Linked DNA regions of Danio rerio: region 2 is linked to region 1. The links are chromatin contacts, called in public HiCAR-type maps. All regions are on one chromosome and are shown on one strand. Each heading gives the region's core, a stretch centred on a gene start, on an enhancer-like site or on the middle of the called end of the contact. The rest is flanking DNA. Distances are from core to core; before and after follow the strand shown. Region 1 holds the start of bcas3 (BCAS3 microtubule associated cell migration factor). Region 2 holds the start of tbx4 (T-box transcription factor 4).

Region 1 (3,949 bases), core at 646-3,145:
ATATCTTAACCCTGTGTCATAAGGTTTAATATTAATGTAGAATGTGAGCATGAACTTTATGAATTATGCATTTTAAACAGTTATTTTAATGTTTCCACGGATTTCATTAACATTGTTTTTGTCTCTCTGATGGGAGTAAGTGTCATTCTAAACTGAAGGTGCTGCTATGCTAAACAGGTCAATAAAAAAAAAAAAACGTTTTCGTCAATAAAAACATAGGATGTATTGAAGATATGAAATATCTGTTCCCATGTTTACATCTGAGTTTTTTTTATATTATTCATTTAAATCATTAAAAGTAATTCTTTAATGTGGACAACCATTAAGTCAGGGGTGCCCAAACTGTTTCATATAAAGGTCCAAAAATCAAATCTCATTTGTTAGCCGTAGGCTGAAAATAAATATACCAAACCATTTTACATTAAAGTTGCCAAGGGTAATTTCCTAATTTGTTTAATTTTTTTTATATTATAAAAAAATAAATAGAAAAAAATACTTTGAATTGTTTTAACTAACACAGTATAACTTTTCATTCATCATTCAATTTTTAACGCTTTTCTATGGGCGGGTTGCGGGGGCAGCAGTCAGAGAACCCCTGACTTCCCTCTGCCTAGACACTTCCTCCAGCTCCTCCGGGGGGATCCTGAGGCGTTCCCAGGCTGGCCAAGAGACATAGTCCCTCCAGCTGTCCTGGGTCTTCCCTGAGGCCTTCTTCCGGTGGGACATGCCTGGAACCCCTCCCAAGGTTGGTGTCAATAGGAATCCGAAACAGATACCCGAGCCACCTCAGCTGACTTTTCTCAATGTGGAAGAACAGTGGCTCTACTCCGAGCTCCTCACCCTATCTCTAAGAGTGTGCCCGCTTGTATCCGAGATCTTGTCCTTTCGATTATGACTCAAAGCTCATGACCATAGGTGAGAATAGGAATGTAGATTGACTGGTAAATTGAAAGCTTTGCTTTTAAGCTTAGCTCCTTTTCTTACCACAACCAACCGGTACATTGACTGCATTACTGCTGCCGCTGCACCAATCCGCTGGTCAGTCTCACGTTCTATTCTTCCCTCACTGGTGAACAAAACCCCAAAATAACTTATTCCAATAAAAAAAAAAAAAGAATCATATTTATAACAGTGGAGTTCAATGTCGAATACACTAGTCAAGCAGAATCTTCCTTCGCCTTAATTCACTCACTGAAGTCTTTACATTGTCCTCTATCTGTTGTTCATACATTTTAAACTAAATCTGTTTAATATAAACCATTTAGATTAAAACATTTATTTTTAGATGGCTTTTGTAGCTTAACAATAAAACAAACAAATAATAGGGTACATTACATTTAAAAATGACAATCTCTACTCTAAACCATTCTCAGATGGGATGGCGGGCCAAACCATAGACTGTAAAATATAGGCCAAATCAAATGTTACCGTGGGCCAACTTTCGCCCGCGGGCCCTGGTTTGGGCATCTTTGCACCAAGTCATATCCATTTATGTTTTTTTTATGCCAAAAAAGCCTCGTTTTCCGAAAGAAGACGGAAATGAACGAAGTATCTCGGCGGGTGGTCGTCACGCGATATTTCGATGTAAATAAACACACCAACGTGACCTGATGCAACATGAGGGTTTATTAAGACTTTTGCACATTTTCAGATGTAGATATGCTCGTATGAACGCGAACCAAACCAAAGTTTTTTAAAACATTGCATGTTGATGTGGAGGTTAATTTGAACAACCTCGTCAGATTCGTTAACGAACAAAAAAACCTTAAAATCTCCCGTCATCCATGATTGGTCAGAAATGCCCAAGCGCCCGCCTCTAGCTTAACTTCATTGGCTACTCGGTCCCTACACTCATTTCCGATTGGCCAAAGTCTTTGTTGTTTCCGCTGCATGTCAGCTTCACTGTGGCGTTTTGTGAGGACCTCCGTTGCTCTGAAAACACAAAGCCTCTGGTCAGTACAAATGTCGCTTAATTACATACCCAACGCTACATTTCAGTTATACAATTTATAGGAATTTATTTCAGGAAGTGATATAAGTTATTGTCATTGTTTGGTTTATTGTCTTTGAAGCGTTGTAATGACAGATAGCGGTATTGGCTAAGCTAACAGACAGAGTGGGAGATAGTTGATATGATGAAATGTTTGAACGGACAAAACTGCCAGCTGTGTTACTCTGACATCTGCTTGGACATCGTCTCACAATAAATTGTTTAACATTTATGGCAAAATGTTACTAAACCAAGAGACATACACATATTATTTGTAGTATATCACAGTCTGTTTATTAGTAAAACCTGCTGGAGTTAATTTGAAGAGTTTGCTTTGTTTATCCCACACAGATGTTTGTCGTCTTAAGTTGGCTGTTTGTAACTTTTTATGATTAATTCTTATTAGAAATGTGCCCATGGTGCTGATGAATCCAAACCATTCACATCTTTGTTTTCATTTGTTTACATTCATCTGCAAAGTGTTGCCATTTTGAAGTGATGCAGTTATCATATTTACTTTTATACCTTCTCAGTGTAGGGTTATACAGAGACCATATTTATTAATGATAAACTGTGCTCTAATGTGAGATGTACCTACAGTGAAGCTTAGTGTAATAATCTTGTGAAAATAATGATGTGTGCTGTAATATAATAAATCCATGTACTCTGTTTCAACAGGATACTGAGTGGTTGACCATGGCGTCTGACTCGCCACGCAGACCGAGCCGCTGTGCTGGTGGGGTTGTGGTTCGAGCACAGGCTGCAACGTAAGAACACAATCTCTCTTTTTTTTGAATGTGTAAATCCAGTGTTCAGGATTGTAAATATTAAGATGTGTTGCAAGATATGGTAAAAAAAGAACATTCCTGCCCATGCTTTTATATGTAATTTTATTCTCTGGTATTTTCTTGTTCAGATATCTGTTTTTAATCATGAGTACTGGTTTGACTCTTTTTCAGTGAGCAGTCGTACATGGAGAGTGTAGTTACTTTCCTGCAGGATGTAGTACCTCAGGTAATTGTTTTCCTTTAATTTTGTGATTGCAAAACTAGAAATTCACCTTTTTTTGTTTCATGTAATTTGGTGTCCATGTTGATAAAATAAAATTCTCTCCTGAAAGGTTTGTAGAATTTTAAAATTTCAAGATTTTGAGAAAAAAAAACTGTTAGATGTACAAGATTCAAATACAATATAATAGTATATGCATTTAATAAAAAAGTCTGCAATTAAGATTTTTTCCCCTTTAGATTTGCAACTTCATTTCTTGCATTTGCAAGTTTATAGGCTTGCTAACAATGCTGAGATGGCTGGCTTTTTAGTCACAACCTTTTGACCTAAGCTAACAATTGCACACACACACACACACAAACACACACACACACACACACACACACACACACACACACACACATATATATATATATATATATATATATATATATATATATATATATATATATATATATATATATATATATATATATATATATAAATTGCTGTTACAAGCTATAAGCTCTCTATTCTATGAATACATTTAGAAATTCAAGAGATAAAATTATGCTATCACTCTTTTAAATTTGTAGTCATTGGCAGGATTTAATTTTTATTAATGTTTTCAGTGCATTCACTTTCAAGAAGGAAGATTTTATTTTTTAAGAACCTGTGAACCTAGTTCTTAGAAGTATTTATACATCACAACAAGTGTCATATCTCTGCCTCTTTCTTGGAAATTTCAGGCATACACTGGGGCACCTCCAAATGATGAAAAAGAGAAAATAGTTTGGGTCCGTTTTGAAAAAACAGACATTAATGGTAAGTTCATTTCATTTTTGAATGATGAGTAGCAGAACACATCAGTGCAGATCCTCTTTTTGCATCAAAAAAGCTAAATTAAAAATGAATTTTTAAGAGGCACATAGTAATTTAGTCCTGATATTTTTGTGGTTGACCTAAATACAT
Region 2 (3,869 bases), core at 214-2,713, 440 kb after region 1:
AACAACAGAAAACCGCCTTTCCATATTCCTGTTTATTCTTATCTGATAACATGACCCGTTTGGAAATCTACATTGGCGGGAATGACAAACGGGTCTGAAAAGGACATCGGCTATTCTGGCTGCTGCCATTCATTTGGTCATGTCATCAGTAGATATAAGTCAAGGCTCCCACGGCCCTCGAACTCCTCCAGGTGATTTATTGATCTTTCAGCCTCGTGCTTCGACCCATTTACTTTAAAACCGCAACCATATTTCACTGAAAATACAAAGACGTTTAAACGAAATCCTCAGCAGATTTCAAAATTTAAACATGAGAGCATTGGCCTAAACAAGCGGGACAAATAAGCGAAAAATTGAAGCTTTTTAAACAGCAAAATTGATTGACATTGACATATCGTGAAATAAAGGTAAAAAACCCGCATGACTGACACTCAACCAGTTTGTGTCAAAATAGGGTGATTTTTAAATTAATCGCCTTTGTCTAATTTGAAACTACAATGAATTCCTGTTCAAATATTTATCACAAATGAAAAAACAAAGAAAGAAAGATCTAATCAGGTGGATTTTAGTATAATGTCTGATGCTATATATTGTGTGATGATGATGTTTGTTTGAAAACAATCATATTATTTGGATGAACAGATATGGCACTTTCTACAATCAGTACACACTACACATAGAAAGAGAGAGAAAATATTATTGCAGGATTCAAATTCTTAATAAATGGTAAATCGAAATGACGACAAATTAAACTTATGCAGATGATGATGTAAAATCTTAGGATTAAATATTTTACATCATCAAACTGTCATAGGGATAGACTTATTTGCATTTAGAGCTAATTTAAATAAAAATTTGCCTTTTTATTTATTTGGAAAAATTAAACAATTGTCTATAATGTTTGACGCGACAGTATAAAGACATACTGACAGACAGATTTTAAAAAATCCGAACTGCAATAATAAATACTACTTTTTGGGGTGGAAAATTCAAATATTTATAGGCTTATAACCTAATGTTTAGCCTAAACCTGGGTGAGGAATACAATACAATGTAGAATCCGTTTAAAAAAAATACTTAATATAAATAATATTTAATTTTAAAGCTCCCTAAGGTGCATGAAACTTAATTTCTCGCCGTACTAAATAAAATCACAATTTCAAATGTTCTTAATTTACCTTTTTTAACCTAACAGTCGAGAAATTTACCTACGTTTTAAACTATCAATGTGGGGTCGAGAAAAAGGCTACAACTCATGTTTTACGACGAACAGACTTGCTTTTCTCGTGAGATGAGCGCTCGTTTGGAGTCGTGTGAGTGAACTCTGAGCATCGGGTTGTTTCGGGTTTGGTGTTATTGAAGCAACGTCAGCGATGAGGCGCTGGGGGGAAGGAGGGAATTGAGTGAATGAGCCAAGATATTCACCCCAGTGTTTTAACAATTCAAGCTGTTCAACGGATACCCCGTTTCCAAGAAAACATCACGTAGTGGCTATTTGCCTCTGAGACGAACACTCACCGTTGTAAGCACGGGGCTCGCGGCGCTATTTGAACAGAAGCAGACTCTTGGGAAGAGACAGCTCTGTTAGCTCATGATCAGATACAGGGGATGCTGAGCAGCTACCAGTGCACTGGACTCAACGCCACACCGGGACGTAACTTCCTGCTGTAATGCCGAAGTGGACAAATTACTGCGTTCTGGAATGATATGGAGGATTTCAGAGCATAATATTTTATGAGGTAACATTACAATTTGTTTTCAGTAGGTCATATCATGCTGCCCTGAAATCCTTGTACCGGACTGAACCCACACTTATATGTGTGCTAGGAGGGCGGTAATGCGATTAGACGCAGTTGATCTATCCTTCTTTATCAAATTAAGTGATCAACGAGAAGGCGTCAGTCCTTCATAAATAAAACCTTGGCTATACTTTTCTTTAACATTGTCTTAAGATCGTAGTAAACAGTAGAATAATAGTAGACTAGTCAGTCGGCTTTCTTTAAGTTCACTATTTAAAAGAGCATACAGTTGTAATCATTTTGCATTGTCAAAATTCCTTGTAAATATGATCTGGTGTACGATTTACTGTTTATGCTAAAATATGATCGCTGCTGTGTGTAAATCTGGACCAGGCTGTACCAACAGAAAGCACTGCGGCCTGTATATGAGTTTTTGCTATTTTTTAATGAGTTGTTAGAAGATTATATTTGATTTTAGGAAAATATAGTTACTTTTTGTTCGTGTCATCACTTTTGCCGCGATGGATGGAGGGAGGTACGCCTAAGGCCTCAAAGCATCAGCTTGATTCGTTCGGATGGCAACAGCACAATGTTTGGTAAACGCTGACAAACAACTTAATGTTTTAGACGCTAATATGCAAACGAAATATATCTTGATGATCAAACAAAAGTGGCTTGCAAAAGTAGGCACAATGTAGTATTTTAAACTTCAGTTTGTTTAAATAAACGTTTTTTGGTTTCTTTATTTTTAGGCCGGAGAAAACATTAATTTGTTTTCCTCATGAATAAATAATTTTCAGGCATGTATCACTACACAAATTAAATAATTCAATAAACAACATCTATGATTAATAATTAATTTTCTATTTGTTGCACTTGTCAGTATAACAACGAAAATTCGATGTAGCTACGTAAAAGTTGGATAAAAACAATGAAAAATAAAAAATACTTATTGGATTTACTAATTTGTTTTAGGATAATTAGCTTATTGTTTGTAACATTTTAAAATGAACCATTTTTTCAGTCTACAGCAATAATAATATTGTCTATCAAATCACTTATTAAAAACATTCTTTGTTGACATGTGGTTCCACAATAATCTTTAATATTCATGACACATTCAATTCAAGGTTTTTGTAGCAGACCATTTGTTCTTGATATTTTTATTTTAAAATTGTTTTCCCTTCCAAGCTTATAAAGAACTGAAAAGTTTTTTTTTTTTTTTTTGGAACGCAAAATGGCTCTTCTCTGGCATTGTACCCAAAACACCCTTATGTGACCTGTTTTTAAGACTGTCAGAGAAAAAAAACATTATAATTAGAATACAAAATCGTCTAGTGGCTCATAACAAATCTCATAACATGTAGGGTTTAGAAAACTATTTAAGTACTGGTGCAGCAAAGAGACCAAATACAATACATTAATCTTAGTAACCTGATAAAATATCAAGGGCATTTTAATCAGAGGAAAGAAATTTGCCTAATATACAGTAAAGAAGAGTTTACTTTACCAAACATGTGCTGAAAATAAGGCCTATATACAATAGGACCAACACACAATTTTTGAAAAGGAGAGTTTACTTTACCAAATATAATGTGCTGAAAATAAGGCATATATACAACAAAACCTACTGTTTTTGATAAGATGAGTTTACTTTACCAACCTTAATGTAGTCACATAGACAGAAAAACCGAGCCTGACTGTCTTTGCAGGGAACAGGCCTTTCTCTATCTCACACAGCATCCACTCTAGTCTAAAACAAAATGGCAGACAACAAGCATCATAACTGTATAACAAAACCAGATCCATGATAGATCCCCTCTGAAAACTACCTGAAAATGTTTTCAAGTTTTCCATAAGGTATTTCAATTCATTCTGACCACAAAAGCATGGCCAATATAATGCATCTCATCCTCAAACAACTGTATATGTAATATTTCATTCCATAAGAAGTTTGGTCGGCGTTGAACATTTTGGACAACACGCTCTGGAAATAACCAGCCAACCCCAGTGTGCACAGAGCAGTATCTGCCAGGAATAGTTTAGCGGATTATATGTCTGGGGTGACAGAGATGTAAACAGAGCTCTCGCTCACTGGGCTTAGTTAAACAGCGTAAGTGAAAGGCACAT

Evidence for each region. HiCAR-type assays count read pairs that join an accessible place to other places.
Region 2: a contact with region 1 is called in a HiCAR-type map of caudal fin, with 3 times the contacts expected there. The contact joins the promoter of tbx4 here to the promoter of bcas3 in region 1. A contact is called at or near these places in 5 of 18 Hi-C or Micro-C datasets (caudal fin, embryo, hematopoietic stem cells and 1 more) and 2 of 4 datasets of contacts at active chromatin or transcription factors (caudal fin and embryo).

What each region holds. Positions count from the first base shown.
Region 1 is chr15:29,436,879-29,440,827 of GRCz12tu, forward strand. bcas3 (BCAS3 microtubule associated cell migration factor) reads left to right here and starts at 1,896. Exons shown (of 24, transcript NM_200622.1): 1 at 1,896-1,952; 2 at 2,669-2,757; 3 at 2,950-3,004; 4 at 3,727-3,802. The coding sequence starts at 2,687. ppm1da (protein phosphatase, Mg2+/Mn2+ dependent, 1Da) reads left to right here. Exons shown (of 6, transcript NM_201090.2): 6 at 1-225.
Region 2 is chr15:29,872,382-29,876,250 of GRCz12tu, forward strand. It overlaps tbx4 (T-box transcription factor 4), which reads left to right and starts at 1,464. Exons shown (of 9, transcript NM_130914.2): 1 at 1,464-1,739.